Linked DNA regions of Gossypium hirsutum: region 2 is linked to region 1. Evidence: chromatin contacts called from public Hi-C data. All regions are on one chromosome and are shown on one strand. Each heading gives the region's core, a stretch centred on a gene start, on an enhancer-like site or on the middle of the called end of the contact. The rest is flanking DNA. Distances are from core to core; before and after follow the strand shown. Region 1 has its middle 3.0 kb from the start of LOC107895987. Region 2 holds the start of LOC107896671 (SAL1 phosphatase).

Region 1 (3,075 bases), core at 395-2,894:
TCCCAAAATTTGATCTTCGGGTTGAGTATATAAATATAAAAAAATAATAATCTAAACAACATAATAATTAACTATTTAAAATTAAATAATTTGATAAATTTTCTTACCATTTTTAATTGAACCCCAATGATATACTTGTCATTCAAACGAATAAGTTGATTTGCAGTTTAATAATTATAATGAAAAGAATAAAATCGAAGAGAATAAAATTTAAAAAAAAGTTAAAAAATTGAGGATTGAAAATTCAAAATTAAAATTGAAAATTGAAAATTGAAAATTTAAATTTTAAATTTGAAGATTGAAAATCTAAAATTAGAAATTGAGGATTGAAGATTGAGGATTGAGAATTTAGGAAGGAAGAATGGCTATGGAGTATTTGGTTGAAAAGATTAAAATTTGGAGGGGATTATATAAGAATTTTTATGGTTGCTGGAGACCTAGTAGTCGTAGGGAAATTATCGTTGAAAGGAAAATGCACTCGCGTTTTCATTGCCTTTAATGAAAATGCGCCTTATAAAACGTGTTTTCAAGAGAGAGATGAAAAACAACATAATTCTATAAATTTTTTTGCAAAATCAATCTAGTTTCTCAATTTCTTTTCCAATATATTTCATTAAAGTAACCATTATCAATGTCTAAACAAAAATTTGAGATTATCATAAAAATCAATAATAACAACCAAAAGCAGTACTTTTAACACATTAATTCTAATATTTCGACCATACATATATAACAAGAGAAAAACACCATTCGTTATTAAGAAGTTAATACATTTTATAAATAATCGAAACTCAAACATATTATCGTGAATCTCAAATATTAACACACACACACATATATATATAATTAAATTATCAAACGTCACTCAGAAAAAAAAAATCTAACCCATAGTTTCATATATCAATTCTAAAAAAAAGAAAATTTAATCAATTCTCGATGATTTAATATGAGAAGACTGTATGACACTTGTTAGAACCGTAAAACTCTAAGATGAAATTTAATAAATAAAGATTTGTCATATGAAATCATCAAGAACAAAAAAAAAGATGCAAAAACATATCTGAATCCATTGATATCTTGAGATCTTTTAGTTTTGATCTTCCAAATTAACAAAAAAATATTTTAGAGAATGATGATTCTTTTTTTTTTAAAGATGAGATATCAAGAAAGTTTATGTATTTGTAATTTTAGAATTATAATTCTAATAAATAACTTTTACACATTAACCTGAATTTCTAATAAATTCATCAATTAATCTTAATCAAATTAGGTCATTTTTAATTTAGACTAATATTTTATGATAATAAATAATTTCATACAATTATTCTTATTATATATATATAAATATTTGATTTTATATTTTTTTCTAACATATACTTGTAATGTGGATTGAAATTTAAAATTAAAATAATCTCTCTCATAAAAAAATGTAATAATTATTTCTAGTTTAATGTGAAACAAAATTGCGATAGTAAATGTTTCTTCTCTTTTAATGTGTAAAAGTCGATTTGTACGGCTTCACTTCCTTCCCAATGCCAAACTGAGGACAAAAATTTTCCTTCCCAAGTCCCATCAGTTAGCCCCTCGTCCCCTTATCTTCCTCTATTTTTATTGGAAAAAAATTCAAATATTATTTGCAGATCCCTCATCTACACTTATGTGTTTTGCTTGGAATTTTTTTTTAAAGGTTCTTTGTAGATCCATCATCTCCATCTCTCTATTTTTATTGGCAAAAAGATTTCAAAGCTTCTTTTTAGATCCCTCATCTTCATCTTTTTGTTTTACTAGAGAATTTTTTTTCAAAGTTTTGTTTCCGAGAGTCGGTTGCTTCATTATTGCTAGATCTTATTTCCTTAAACTTCTACTTGTTTAAGCTGAAGTTTATCAAGGCTTAGGGGTTTTCGAAGAATGAACTAACAAAAGAATATGGAGAAGTTTTATGTTGTTTTTCGTGGAAGAAACCGAACATTTATAGTTTATGGCATGATAACATTATTGGAGTAAAAAAAAAATAATTTTACAAGTCATTTGAAACTGAGTTTTTGAGTAAAAAAACACTTTTGAATAATAACTAAATTTTTTTTATTTTTATTTTCGGTAAAAAAAGTATTTTTAAGAAGCATTTTTTTTACTTATAGTACTTTTGAAAAGTTTAAAGGTATATATTTTTATTTTAAAAATACTTTTTCTTCTAAAATTATTTTTTAGAAATAATACCAAACTGATGTTAAAATGAAAATGAATATTGTGGAAGCCCTCAAAAGTGTTTCTAAGATTTGGTTCCAAGGAGGAGAATGAGAGGTCAAGATGTATAGTTTCTTCACCCTTTAAGCAAAATTTTAAAAAATCTGAAGTTTGCATTGAGAGTCTGGTAAACAATATGAAACATTCTAATGAAGGAATAGTTCATGCTCATGATGTACATATTTATTGCTGGTTATATTATTGGACATTAAATAATGCAAAAAAAAGAGAGTTGTTCTCCAATTTCTGTGGTTTGAATTATTGGCTGTCATATATTGGAATTATTTTTTTATTTTATGATGTTATGCAAAATTTTAAAATTTATTAGAAATTAAAGACCTATATTTATATAGGTGAAGGAGAAAAAGGATATATCGATATTCATTTAGAAAAGAACAAAGTAATCAATCATACAAAATAAGTAGGTCAGAGGTAACTTTTGCAAAGGCTTTATTTTTTATTTTTAAAAGTCATTTTGTTAAGCATATATGATAGCTTGAGTTTGCCAGAAGTGTCTTAAGATAGCTTGAAAAAGAAAACCATGCACCTCTGAATGAAGAATAGATCATCATTGTAGTTTAAATGATATTATTTGGTATTTGTAAATGAGTCATTGGTTAAATGGTGTAAATTTCTTAAAAATATTGTTTTTAAATAAAATTACTAAATTAGATTGTACTTTTTAAAAGTAACAAGATTAAATTGAAATAATGAAAACGCTTCTAATAGGAAGTGTTTTTAGTAGATTTGCAAAAAAACGCTTCTAGCTGGAAACCTTTTCAATGTATTAACAGAAAAATACTTTCACACCAATATTTTTTTTTTGGTCCC
Region 2 (3,075 bases), core at 301-2,800, 55 kb before region 1:
ATCAAAATGTGTCACATGGCATATCCAACTACTCAGAATATACCACGTGGTAATTAGGTTTATTTAAAATAAAAATATTGATCTATCATTGATTAGACATTGACTAACTATTGGTCGAAGTTGACTTATATTGATCAACCGTTAACCATTGTTGATCGATATTGACCAACTGTTGAGTGATTACGTAACATGCCACTCAACCTTCTTTTTATTTTTTAATATTATATATAATATATTGTTTAAAAGACAAATTATATAATGTCTAAATAATTCAAAAAATTTAAAAATATTTTTTATAAAATTCTAAAATATATAAAAATAAATTTTTAAAAAATAAAAATATTATATGAAAGTATTTTTTGGTAGAAAAGAGACAACACTAGGCTATTATAATAACCAATTCATAAATTAAAAGAATCTAGACTCGATCTTCAACCAACAAAACTCTAATCGAAACTGACGGAACTGCGAAAAAAATATATCTAAATTTCGAAAATCTCAAAACATTATTTATATATATATTTGAATTTTGTCAATTTCCGGTTAATGGTGGGTAAATATTTTTATTTTAAATAAACTTAATTGTCATGTGATACATTTTCATTGGTTGAATATGTCACGTGACACATTTTGATTGGCATAATTTGTCAACTGGTTTTTTAACACCACTAAAAAAAAGTTGAATAGAATAATAAAATGATAATTTAAATATTAATCTAGGATAAAATAAAAAAATTTAGGTATCACGAAAAAACCAAATTTAACATAAAGCTTTAAAAAAAAACCGAGGTATGGTTTAGGCAGCATATTGAAAAAAAAAACTTTAAATACTAAAATAGAAAAAAAAATAGATGTAAGAAAATGAGTATATTTGAAAGCAAAATTGTGAATTAAGCCACAGAATTGGTTCATATTTCAACTTGTGGGCATTAATCATATGCTTAAAAAGGAATTGAAACACGTTCTGAATCCAGAATGTATATTTGAATAAGAAACAACAAGATTAAGGCAAAAGAAAAGAGCAAGTCAACGAGAGGCGCAAAGAAAGTAAAGGAAACGTACCATAATCAGCTACTGTTACGGGACTTTTATTCCTACCATGTTTTGATCGAACATCTGATTGAAGCAACGCCTTTTGAACTTTCTGAAACCCACATAAACCCTAATTCAGTTTCCGTAGAAAAAAATTGAAAATCCAGAACAGAAAATGCAGAGAAAATGGGGGTTTTTGTTTTTGGTTTTTGGTGAGAAGGGAAATTACCCGACAGAGACGAGCAGCGAGAGAGGCAGCTTTGATGGCGGCAGCCAGCTCTTTATCATAAGCCATTGCAAAAGCCACAGAAGGAGGAAGGGGCAAATACTTGAGATGAAGAAGAGAGAGGGTTGCGACTAATAAATCTCAACCAATTAAAAGATAAATTTTAAAGTACGAAACTTCGCGCTACCAGCCGATTGAGTGATGAAATTTCCAGCAACTTTCAGTTTCACTTTCTCGTTTTGAGTAATGATTAATATATATCCGACCAAAGACATTACTTGTGAAATACTGAAAATTCATTGGCAGCTAATATATGGTGCTTCCTCAATCATCACCTAATTCTTTGTTTAATTAAGTTTAATCATTAGTCAATAATTTATGAGTTTTATTTTGTAAATTTCAGCTTTTAAGAACATACCATGCCTTTGCAAAAATTGTTAAAAATGTTATATGTAGATGTGATTAATGTGTTATAACAGCAAAATTTTGGTACAAAATTCAATAAATCAAGCTTTATAATATCAAATCATTAAGAATAAGAAAATTAGATGCGCAAATGTACTTAAATCCATTGATATCTCGAAATCTCTTGATTTTGATAATCTAAATTAACACACAAGTTTTTTAAAGAATGACAACTCTCTCTTTTTTAAAGATGGAATATAAAAAAGTTACGTGTGTAATTTGGGGACTATAACACTAATGTATAACTTTTGCATATTAACCTAAATTTCTAATCAACTCATCATCAATTAGAAATTAGTTTTTTAGAGTATCTACACATATTTGGTACATAATTTATTTAATAATTGAAGCCCAATAAACCTTAACCAAATTAGATCACTTTTAAATTGAGCTAACATTTTATGATAGTAAATAAAAACATGTAATTATTCTTATTATATATGTGATGTCCATATTTTTTCAACAATCTCCCACTTGGACCACATATATATACTAATTACTCTATAACCACACGTCATTATATAACCTTATGAGCTAAAACTTTAGTATCATATCCAAAAGGTATTCCAGACAATCTCATCTATTAATTATGTTAACAAATAATCAAGACAACTTTCGTTACATATATCATAATTGAATACATCCTTGATCGCATAGATTAATAAAAAATGATATAGATCAAATATAAATGTGTAGCATGGAAATTTTATGTATTGTGACCTAAACATTTCTATTTCTAACTAGTCCACCTTAATCTTAGTGAGATCAAGTCTTACCAAAATCAGAGTGTAAATAAACCAGATAAACCTTATTTCTATAGAAAATAACCTTAATATGTGTAAATTGAAATAACTAAAAATGTGTATAACAAAAAAATTTTAAAATTCCCACTAAAACTAAATATCCTAAAAGGACATTACACCCATATGAGCAATGTGCTCATAAAAGCCTTGGGTGGTAGTCCCTCAGTAAATGAATCTACAATAATGTAGTTTGTCCCAATATTATTTATAGACACATGACTCACTCTGAACTCTTACTTTAAAAACCATGAATTTAAAGTCTATGTGCTTTGACTTTGATGTGCTCTTGTTGTTATTGGAACAAATGACCGCAATTTATTGTCACAATTTGTAACTTAGTGACAAAATATTCCACTAAAATTGAAGTCTGTATACCTGGCGGTCTCTAACTTATTAGACTTCCGATATGTGAGCAAGTAATGTTTTGTTTTTTGAAGATAATGTATGAACCTTTTTGTTGCCATGTAATGTTTTGTTTTATGAAGATAATGTATGAATCATTTCGTCGCTTTCCAATGATCCATACTTGATTTGCTCAAATATTTTGAT

Evidence for each region. A called contact is a pair of places that touch in the nucleus more often than the background predicts.
Region 2: a Hi-C map of fibers shows a contact between it and region 1, with 4 times the contacts expected there. The contact joins the promoter of LOC107896671 here to the enhancer-like site in region 1. A contact is called at or near these places in 3 of 34 Hi-C or Micro-C datasets (callus, fibers and leaf).

Annotation. Positions count from the first base shown.
Region 1 is chrA10:92,339,425-92,342,499 of Gossypium_hirsutum_v2.1, reverse strand. No RefSeq gene overlaps it. Among protein-coding and RNA genes, the nearest start is that of LOC107895987, 3.0 kb to the left of the region's middle. Within about 2 kb of position 1,644, at least 2 of the 9 cell types and tissues checked have an H3K27ac peak or open chromatin away from gene starts, as enhancers often do. A contact at or near this core is called in fibers, where this site is marked.
Region 2 is chrA10:92,394,829-92,397,903 of Gossypium_hirsutum_v2.1, reverse strand. It overlaps LOC107896671 (SAL1 phosphatase), which reads right to left and starts at 1,550. Exons shown (of 8, transcript XM_041079023.1): 1 at 1,262-1,550; 2 at 1,063-1,144. The coding sequence starts at 1,327.